Regions from separate parts of the Mus musculus genome. Here all the other regions are linked to region 2. The links are chromatin contacts, called in public Hi-C and Micro-C maps. All regions are on one chromosome and are shown on one strand. The core of a region is the stretch at or near the end of the contact, and the rest is flanking DNA. Distances in the headings are between cores, read along the strand shown.

Region 1 (3,421 bases), core at 290-2,789, 74 kb before region 2:
GATTTTGTTACCCTCTATCAGCAGACGTGGGAGACTAGCTCTCTCCTCTGAGTTTCAGTGGTCAGAGCAGTCTCTGCAGGCAAGCTCTCCTCTTTCAGGGAAGGTGCACAGTTATCTGGTGTTTGGACCTCCTCCTGGCTGAAGATGAAGGCCCAAAACAGGATCTTTCCCAGAAGCTGTGTTGCTTTGGCCAGGAAGGTGGCCGGTTGTCTGGAGTCGAAGATGGCGCCGCCTCAGAAGCTCTGTGGTTCTCGCCTGTCTCAGAAATGGCTGGCCTCTGTATTCCACACCGTCACCCGTGCAGCCTGCCCTCCGCGGAGTCCTGGAGCCAAGGCTCCCGCCGCCGGGGCCTGAGGCACAAACCTGTTGGGCCGGGCGGACCCCTGTGCACTCACCAGGAAGGTGGCTGGTTGTCTCCAGTGACTTATTTTCATGTGACCTTTTGAGAACTCCTAAGACACGTGCATCAGCCACCTGAATGATGGGAGCTGCCCAGAGAAGAGAGTTCCTCCAGGGAACTGAAGGATGACAGCCGGCTCACTGCCCCAGCATGTACACATGGTTGTCTCTTCCATTTGTTTTTTTCAGTGTTATCTAAATACGAGGGCACTAATTTCCAACAATTATTTATTTCACCTACACTTTTATATTCCATTTGCACTTTACATGAAATACCCATCCTGAGAGTTGGCCATGGCACACAGACGGAACCCGGTAACATCGTGACCCCCTCTCCAAGTCCCCAACGCCTGAGAGTCTTCGTCTTGGACCTGGGTTCTTGAGGTGTGGCTCAGTGTGGCCTCCTTGCTCACATTTCCAAGACCTTTCTCAGCGTCTGGACAGATTTCTGGCAATCCTACAGCCAGTCTGCCACGCCTTTTCCTTCTCTGAAGCCAGAGTCCTGATCCACAGTTTCTATCTTCGTCCACACAGCTGAGTAGATTGCCCGGAAAGGGGGCTTGTGGGTGGGGAGGAAGCAACGGCCTTCTTCCTACAATTCCTCATCAAGCTCCTGTCTGTAGGAACCCACACAGGCGATGGGCAGATTCTAATCACAATAATTAACAATGAATGAATGAATGTCTACCAAACTATTGAGCTGATTCTGTGAGCGTTAACTGGCTAATTTTTTCCAGACTCTAGTTGTTCATTCTATAAAATAACCTGCTCTGGGGACAGATTGTTAGTTCTTTCTGGTTAACACAGAGCCCGGACCTTGATATAAAGACCACAATAAGTCTTTGCAGTCAAGTTCTCTGTGCAGTTCTCAGTTGAGTCACAGAGCAAAACACAGCAGGCAAGGTCTGTGTGGCCCTTTGTGGACCCCACTTGTACTCCCGGTATGGTCTCACGACTTCCACTTGCAACTGTATTACAGCTTACCTGTATTTTGACATGAATGGACAAAAACCTCAAGGAAAAGTTTTTTCTAGTTGAAATCACTGGGGCTTCTTCAACAAACAGTTAGGACGTTGAGACGAAGTGCCAGGTGCAAGCCACACTGGTGATCCGTCTTCCTGAAGGAGACCAGGAAACACCGTGTAAACAGCACAGGCTTTAAAGAGCTCATAAAAAGTCAGTAGTGGCTGAGGGAGAGCTCTCTGCATGGGGAGGCATCTGATTTTTATAGGATCAGCTCTGCAGATAAAGGGAGCTACAGGAAAGACATTCTGACCTCCCAGCCGAGTTTTATTTGGAGGTTTTTTGGTTGTGTTTTGTTTTGTGTTTTGTGTTTTGTTTGTTGTTTCCTGCTTCTTCTACTCCCTGGGATGGGAAAGATGGACTCTTAAGTGTGAAGGCTTCTTGGTAGTCAATTTGGCTATGTCCAGATTTAACTAAAACCCAAATAGCTGGGTACACCGTTTTTCCGTTGTTGTTGTTTTTTTTTCTTTTCTTAATTAAATCATTTGATGTGGAGGACCCACTTCTAATCTAGATCTTTGAGGGGTGAAGATCTACCCTTAATCCAGATCTTTTGAAATGGGAACATCCACCTTTATTCTGGGCCACATCATCTGCTGGCACCCTGTAGAAAGGACATGGAAAAGGTCTATTCGCCTGCTTGCCCTCACTCTGGACGGCAAGCCTTCACTGGTATTAGAACCTACTCTAGGATTCTGGCCCTGATTGAAGATTGGCTGAGACGTCCAGCCTCATGGACTGAACAATTGTATCCTTGGACCTTTTATTTGTAGACAGCCATTGTTGGACTAGCTGGACCCCAGCCTGTAATAAATCCTTCATGTATATATGTGTGTGCGTGTGCATGTGCACATGCATGTGTGTGTTCTATAAGTTCTGTTCCCCTAGAGAACCCTGATTGTACACCAGAAATGCAAAGGCAGTTAATTACCCAGGGTAGTCCACGGAGCTCCAGAAGTTTTCCCAAGACTAGTCCAGTGTCTCCAAGGGGTTTTCAATTATTTTCGCCTTCGATTTCATTTGCTCTCAGTTGGGCGCGGTAGAAAATTTAAATTATTTTGAGGGAAGACACACATCACTTTTGTTCATGCTTACAGCTTCTTCTTCTTCTAAAAAAAAAAAACATCTGGGGTAGCAAAATGGGTGAGATAAGTGTAAAATAAAATTGTAACTCTGTTCCTAGAAATAGAACAGAACTGCTTTCGTATGTGGACTGAGTGGTGGCCAGGGGTCTGCAGGCTGCCCTGGATCCAGGCCTAGGAAGTGACTCAGTTGTGGCAAAGAAACCAGGCCATGGAAGAGCATCCCAGGGCTGGGTGTGGGAATGGGACACACGGGATGATATAAATTCTGCTCTTGTGCACATATTGTTTTGCAAAATCCAGGGATGAGATCATTTGGCCTGGATGTTGTCTCTGAGGGTTTCTCACAGACAAATGCAGTTATCCGAATTGAGTTAGAACAGGAGAAAGGCATTCGGGGGGATTATCTGATTGTACATGGGGACAGTTATGCACATCTCTGTTGGGCCAAATGGTTTTCTGTTTGTTCCCCAGAGGAACATGAATATGTGATTGTATCACTCTTTCCTGCCAAGTTCCAGAAAAGAGCTTGAGATTCTTTCTCTAAACTGTAGCCAGGAAGCTCAGTGGGTATTGCTCTCCTTTCAGGCTGGTGTTGATAGTCCTCGTGATCAGTCAAAGCCTCTGCCACAGGGAGAGCCCAGGGGTGACAGGAGGCTTCTGTCAGTGAAAACGCCTCTTTCTAGAATGGGTGGGTTTGATGATGTCACATGTTTAAAGTGTTTCTGATCACTTGCATGGGAATGTCCCCCCCCCCCAGGAAAACCAATTAATTGTGGATGTTTCAACCATACTCCTGTCAGCCTTGGTCTTTGGTCTGTGGTTAGGTCAGGAATCTTTGGGTTTTCTGTGCCCACACCATTTTCCATCTGCAGGACTTTGGTCAGAGCTCCCCATTCTGTTCAACTGTCACTTGA
Region 2 (3,630 bases), core at 152-2,651:
TGCTCCCTGCCTTTGTTACAAGAAATGTGTCTTGCCAATAAAGCTGGTTATTAGCAGAGGGAGTTCTAACAGCTGACTTGTGAAGCAAAAAGAGCCAGCTGTCCTGGCCTCCAGGACTCAGGGATAACTTCCTATGTCAAGTTCCCAGCGTCTGTAGTTTAGGAAGCAGGATGAACCCGGCCACCCTGGCCCCAGACACTAACTCCAGCCAACAGCAAGATCCTTCCAGATTTTACTGGCTTTTAGAATGTACTGTGGGTTGAAATTGGACTCCTTTGGTGGGTTATGTAGCATGAGGGCCAGGTGACAGGGTGGGGGATGATAAAGAAGAGAAGCCAGGGGAGTAGGGGCCTGAGGTCTAGCCTGCCCAGAAATGGGCTCCAGCCCCCCTTACTCCCCAGAGCCCTACATCCAGGGGCTCCACACACCAGTGCTCTTGGGATCGCAGCGGGGGTCCAAGGGTGGGAAGTGAGAAGGCACAGAATGTTCATGGTAGTACTGCAGGCGGGAAAGAAGGTTCTGGACGATGTGGGGGTGCTCTCGGGACACGTCGTGTCTTTCTTCAGGGTCCTGATTGATATCAAAAAGCCAGAGAGTCTTGGTTGGTGGGTCCACTGGAGGTATCTCAGAGACGTTGGACTGAGACGGAGGCGGGAACCAGTAACCACAGCCTGGTAAAGAAATTAAACTTTAGTGTGTGTGTGTGTGGGGGGCACTGTTGGTGGGTTCTAATTTCAGGAATCTGGGTACAAGGCTTCCTTGGCTTTGTGGGTATGGTCGTACATCAAGAAACAAACAAAAAACCTGTGCCTTCTGATGTCGAGTTCAGAATACGATTTCCATGCCATGATGATACGGATCCTATAGCGTTACAAGGGACATTAAAAACTATATGTGGGGTGGAAGCAGGATGGGGGTGTTAGTTGTCACGATGGCTGGGGCAATGAGGGTACTCCTGCTATCAAGCAACAGCACAGTAATTCTAAGATCTCTCGCAATGCATGGGACAGTCCCAAACAATGAACTGTCATTGTAAACACCAAGAACACTCACGAACTAAGCATTGCTACACTGCATCAGAGCCTGTGGAAATATCCCATATTTACAAAACAGTGAAGCTGTCCCTTTCTAAGGAAGGGGGAGGGGAAGCAGACTCTCCCCAGCCAGAGAATTGGTGAAGATCTACAGCTGGCTGGGTGTGCTATGTTTGACAGTCACACATGTCTAAAAATCCATATATGTTTATGAAGCACCCAAGTGGGATTTTCTCCTCTTAACCCCACTACAGATGACATCATCATCATCATCAACAACAACAAATATCAACTCGGAGGACGGTCAGAATGAGCAGCGGAAGCCACTCCCCCACCCTGCAGCTTCAGAGATATATTACAAAAAAAAAGTGAGTCAGCTCTCATTTTGGTGAGCGTTCTCTCACTGTTCTGTTTGGTGGGAAGTCTACTTAGGCAGACAACAGAAGTTGTGTAATATGGACCAGACAGAGGCTTAAAAGAAGGCCATGAAACCACAAGCAGATAGCTGCTTCCTTAAGATCTGCAGGGACTGTAAAAGATCTGAAGGACTAGTTGACATTTCAGATGTCTGAGCAAACTGAGGGGTTGGCAGGGAGCCTTGAGGAGCCGGCTAGGCAAGGAGGAGGAGGAGGGTGTAGCCAGTGATAAGGACTTCCCTTTCTATGGACACAGTCCAGGGAATGAAGGCCCAGAGGACAGGCTGAGGACACTGCCCTACTCTGGTGGCCACAGGAAGGGAGCGAAGCATTCTACCTGGGTGGCCCGTGAGGAGTTTCCAATTTTTGTATCTGATCCCAGCATGGATAGACGTGTTAAAGGCAGAATGTTCTAACGGAAAAGAATCGTCCTTTGCTGGAGTCATGTTCTTGCCAGGACCTGGGAAGAAATAGTTTGGAAGAATTAGATTGCTGTTATTGGCCTGTGTCATTATAAATCAACATTTTATACCCTTCTTGCAGAACAGTAGCCTTTGTTCAACACCAGAGTACAAATGTGTGTCCTGCCACAGAAACGAATCTTTTATTAAATACAAACACAAAGTATAGTTACATTAGATGTCAGTCATAAACCACCACAAATATAAAGGAAATCCCAAGGAGATTAGAAGGCTAATCCATCCTTAAAATCATTGCCTCCCGCCAACATGCAGAGCCATGTGCATAGCAGTGTCTACTACAGGAACGGAGCTGGGCAGCGGTTGTGTGCACAAGCATGAGTGTGTGGTATGGGTGTGTGTGCATGAGCACGCACGTGTGTGTGTGTGCATGAGTGTGCAAGAATATGTGTGTTCTTTTTCCTCTTAAATGTGTAAGTGAAATACATTTTCTGCGAATGGTTGTACCTTTGCAGATAGTATATAAAATTATAAAATGCACATTTTTTGAAGTCTCTGACAAGCTAGGAGAGGTTAAGCATAGTACAAAAAAACTACAGATGCATTTCTTTTTAAACCATTCATGAAATGTAAAAATTAGTGAGCAGTGTTTTTAACTATTCAACAGAATAACTATGGGTATAGAAACTGTTTGAGCATATAAAGTAGTGGTGGTTTGAATGGGTTTGGGCTCCGGAGACTTAAGCATTTGAATGCTTGCCACTATCAGGAGGTGTGACCTTGTTGGAGGAAGTGTGTCACTGTGGGGTGGGCTTTAACGTCTCCTAATGCCCAAGCTTTCCCCAGAGTGGAATTAGGGAGCCTCTTCCTGGCTGCCCAGGAAGACAGTCTCCTGCTGCTTTTGGATCAAGATGTAGAACTCTCAGCTCCTCCTACACCATGCCTGACTGCACACTGCCAAGCTCCCTGCCATGATAAAGGACTGAACCTCTGAACCTGTAAGCCAGCCTCAACGAAATGCTTTCCTTTATACAGTTGCCTTGGTTGGGGTGTCTCTTCACAGCAAGGGAAAGCCTAACTAAGACACATGGATTATATTAATTTATCATTTTAAGGTCTTATAGCAGTTGATCAAGTTTCTGAGGGGGCAGTTATTAATATTCATCCTCCTCTCAAGTTTAGAACCCATTAAGAGCCAGAGCCAGGGCTGGAGAGATGGCTCAGCAGTTAAGAGCACTGACTGTTTTTACAGAGGTCCTGAGTTCAATTCCCAGCAACCACATGGTGGCTCGCAACCATCTGTAATGAGATCCAATGTCCTCTTCTGGTGTGTCTGAAGACAGTGACAGTGTATTCATATACTCATATAAACACAATTAATAAATCTTAAAAAAAAAAAGAGCCAGAGCCAGAGCCAGATAGACTGAGCTTAATTATCACCTCTCTAGTGATGAAACTGCCTCTAGAGAATGTGGCTTTGGCTCACAGTAGAAAGAGCTGTGCGAGTGGCTGGCCCTTGGCTTTCACTTAGCTATAGTAACTGGACAATCTCAGGGCTCCCTTACAGCACACGGTGAGGATCAGACTGCAAACATCTGGTGTGGGGAGCCGTGAGCAATTGCCATCATGAGCCTCCGCTGTGCCTAACTGGTAAACAAGTAATGTGTGCAGGTGCAAGAGTAAATTCGTGCCAAGTCACTGCCCATCCCGGGGCGTAGTAGTGGGGTAATGAGTGAGCAGCTAATCAGGAGCTGACACATC
Region 3 (3,345 bases), core at 387-2,886, 68 kb after region 2:
ACATTTCTCCTGGACTCTGCTGTGAGTGCTAACAAGATGGTACCGCTGTGCTCACACATTATTTTAACTAACCGGATTTTTGCAGAGCTATGGATTGAACCCAGAGCCTTCCTACTGTGTGCTAGGCAACTGCCTACTGTGTGCTAGGCAACTGCTGTCCCCCTGAGCTCCATTCCCAGACTGGGTCACGTCTGGCGCACGATGAAATTGATGCCTGGAGATTTTAGTCAGCACATGAATAATAAACACAGGAGATGAGATTTGAACCAGAGCTGACCACAAAGTACACATTTGAAACTATTACTCTGGGGAAATCACTAACAGGACGTATTTTATTCACTGCTTGTGGATGGGTGGGTGGGTATTGGCTCTATGTAAGACCCACGTTCCTTGAAAATCCCTGTAACATGCAAACATTACCATAAGAAAAGAGGTTAGGCATGGGGATTATAAAATTTAGACAAAATCTGGTAAGGAAATGTAAGTTGAATTTATTTGCTAGAGGATGGGGAGATATTTTGCATTACTATTTATTTTTATTAAGGAGCTTATTAAGTTTTTAAAGTAGAATACTCAAGGAAAAAGTAATTCTCAAAACATCATAATCTCAAAACTCTTAATAACTCTTTTCGTATTGATTACTAAAATGCAATGGGCCAGACTCTTGGGTTAGTAGCAAGGCAAGCCATAGGGGATAAGAAGCCCTTCTTCCAATTTCTATTTTACTATGAAGAATTTTCAGAAGATGAGAGCTGGCAGCAGTGTTGGCAGGAGGCAGGAGGCCCGCTGCCAGTGTCCTGAGGGGACGTTAGCAACGCCATGCTGGCGAGACTAACAGCATAGTTTTGGATCTACAATAAGGATCAAAACCTGATCCAAAGAAAGTTTTTTAAAAAGGCATCCACTTTATCTACCTCCAGCCTCACCAAGAAGGGTCTACACAAGACAAAAACGGGCAGTGATCACCCACTGACTGTTCTCAGAGATGGTAGCTCTGTGTCCATTTTCATTGGCTCCCTTGTTGATATCCATACAGGCAGCAAATGGCAAAAGAGCAAGATGGTGTGCCATGTAGCTTCCTAGAATGAGATACAGACTACACTATGGGGAAAGACCCTTAAAGTACAGCATGCTGCGAGCACAGACACGGTAATATAGAAGGGAATCAAAACAGTCAATTAATGCTACTGTTTTCTGCATCTCTGTCTCACTGCTGGGATGCCAAAAAGAACTGGGGTGTTAAGCCTTGTTTCTTCCTTGTCACTGTGGGCTGCTGACACTGCTGTGTGTGTTGGGGGGGGATACAGTCTAAGCTAGGGTTCAACCTGTGTTTCTCTGGGTGAGAAATGGCAGGGGCTGGAACAGAGGCTCGGATGTGGTTCTGCCCAGACACCGCTGGGATAGGGGCCTTTGGGTAGTTGGAGAGAAAGGTGGCTTGAGAGTGTAGGCAAAGATCTCAGTGATGGCCCACGCCACCAAGAGAGAAGAACGGTATCTTCTTAGACGACGGATAGCAAAGGTAGAAGTGGCTGGAAAACAGGTTCTGCTACTCGTCAGTCAGCCCATCAGCAGTTCAAGGGAGGGCAAACCACGGCAAGGAGGCAGCATCATCACAGAAACCATCTGGCTCTGCCACAGTCAGGCGATTTTCTTCTCTTTTTCTCCCGGAGTTTGTAAGTGGGCTCCTCCTCTGCAGCTGAGGCTGTTCTAAAACTGCAGCCCAGTTCGCCTTCAGCGTGCCAGTGGTCTCCTGTCACAGGGCTGAGACTACAGGTATGAGCCGACACACTTCACTCTGAGATTTCTTTTGAATTGAGGAAGAAATTAAAGTACCCAAATCCCACCCCAGTGGATGGTCTACTATCGCAGGTCTAGGAAAAAAAAAGCAAACACACCCGAACAAGGACAAGGCGACAGATAAGAGTCCCGAGTTTCCAGGGAAATTGAAAAAGATACAGCAACGAGAATTCAAAACATTTGGCAAATGGAAACTACTTTCCTACTATGGAAAGAAAGACACAATCAGAGGAAAACTGTCACATGGTATTTCAGCATGAAGCAAACATAATTAATTCAGTAACTGTGGATAGATGAAAACTGTAGTATCGAGTCTCAACCTTCTGAGTAGAATTAAACACAAAAAACATCAGGAACTGGAAATTCAAAATCCCTAAGTACTGACCTTAGGTACTGACCTAAGGGAAGAAAATGAGATGAAGAAATCAATAAGCAAGACTAGCATGGTGCTCAGTCCTATAATCCAGAGCTGAAGTAGCATTACCGTAGCCTGCTTGAACCCAGCATCAACTACACAGTGGGTCTCAGGCAGCAGGACCACAGTGCATGCACTATCTAGAGAAAAAAGAAGGTGCTGGAGAGATGGCTCAGTGGTTAAGAGCACTGGCTGCTCTTCCAGGGGTCCTGAGTTCAATTCCCAGCAACCATATGGTGATGGGATCCGATGCCCTCTTCTGGTGTGTCTGAAGACAGCTACTCATATACATAAAATAAGTAAATAATTCTTTTAAAAAATGTATCTGCAACTTTTTGAGGAAGAAAGAAGGAAGGAAGGAAGGAAAGAAAGAAAGAAAGAAAGAAAGAAAGAAAGAAAGAAAGAAGAAACAGCAGCAGCAGCAGCAGCAGAAAGAAAAACTCTCAGAAACTAGGGACATGACAGTAACTCAAAGTATGTGAAGGCAGAGAGAGAAGAGAAATAAAAAGAGAAGATAATTTTTTAAGAGGTCAGACAAAAACTGCCAGAAGATCCAAAAATGTACAGCTGGAGCTCCTGAAGAAGAAAATGAAATAGTGGAAGACAGTGTTTAAACCCAACTGTAAACATCTTGAATGAAAGGCCTGGATGTATAACTGAAAGAACCTACTTTGTCTGTGACCCAGAATGGGTCACCTCTGAGACATAACTAACCAGTCTTTGTCACAACAGTGACAATAACAATCTCCTGGGCCTCCAAATGAAAGGACCTGTCCCTTGCCAAGAAAATTAAATTGGGTGGAAATTAGATTGATCCATAGCAACATATGAAACAAGCAAAGACACGGATAACAGTTTTAAAACCCGAGGGAAGACAGTATGAGACAAAGGATTTTTTTTAATCATTTGAGATATTCTTCAATTATTAAGCTTATGAAAAATGTTTCTGATAGGCATATAAGAATCTAAAGAATCCTGAGAAATTTATCTGAGGAAAATTCTTTCAATGAAAAGACAATTGTGGTGGATGCTTCAGAAATGGCTGTCTAGTATTAAGTGTAATATTGAAGGTCTAATTGTGGAACAAAACTGTGGCTAGGAGAACACAGTATTCCATATTACATGCTCTGACA

Evidence for each region. Hi-C and Micro-C count contacts between places; a contact is called where the count stands out from the background.
Region 1: a contact with region 2 is called in a Hi-C map of uterus, with 4 times the contacts expected there. The contact joins two enhancer-like sites. A contact is called at or near these places in 1 of 39 promoter capture datasets (stem cell-derived epiblast-like cells), 4 of 484 Hi-C or Micro-C datasets (nephron progenitors and uterus), 1 of 115 datasets of contacts at active chromatin or transcription factors (embryonic stem cells) and 2 of 9 other capture datasets (embryonic stem cells and embryonic trunk).
Region 3: a contact with region 2 is called in a Micro-C map of granulosa cells, with 2.4 times the contacts expected there. The contact joins two enhancer-like sites. A contact is called at or near these places in 8 of 39 promoter capture datasets (the 3T3-L1 cell line, embryonic stem cells, hematopoietic stem and progenitor cells and 4 more), 5 of 484 Hi-C or Micro-C datasets (CD8 central memory T cells, granulosa cells, liver and 2 more) and 2 of 115 datasets of contacts at active chromatin or transcription factors (CD8 T cells and embryonic stem cells).

What each region holds. Positions count from the first base shown.
Region 1 is chr13:94,011,674-94,015,094 of GRCm38.p6, reverse strand. No RefSeq gene overlaps it. Among named protein-coding and RNA genes, the nearest start is that of Lhfpl2, 44 kb to the left of the region's middle. Within about 2 kb of position 1,539, at least 23 of the 459 cell types and tissues checked have an H3K27ac peak or open chromatin away from gene starts, as enhancers often do. A contact at or near this core is called in uterus, where this site is marked.
Region 2 is chr13:93,937,507-93,941,136 of GRCm38.p6, reverse strand. It overlaps Arsb (arylsulfatase B), which reads right to left. Exons shown (of 8, transcript NM_009712.3): 7 at 1,788-1,910; 8 at 1-671. The coding sequence ends at 406. Among named protein-coding and RNA genes, the nearest start is that of Lhfpl2, 120 kb to the left of the region's middle. Within about 2 kb of position 1,401, at least 95 of the 459 cell types and tissues checked have an H3K27ac peak or open chromatin away from gene starts, as enhancers often do. A contact at or near this core is called in granulosa cells and uterus, where this site is marked.
Region 3 is chr13:93,870,227-93,873,571 of GRCm38.p6, reverse strand. All of the region lies in intron 5 of Arsb (arylsulfatase B), which reads right to left. Among named protein-coding and RNA genes, the nearest start is that of Mir5624, 81 kb to the right of the region's middle. Within about 2 kb of position 1,636, at least 7 of the 459 cell types and tissues checked have an H3K27ac peak or open chromatin away from gene starts, as enhancers often do. A contact at or near this core is called in granulosa cells, where this site is marked.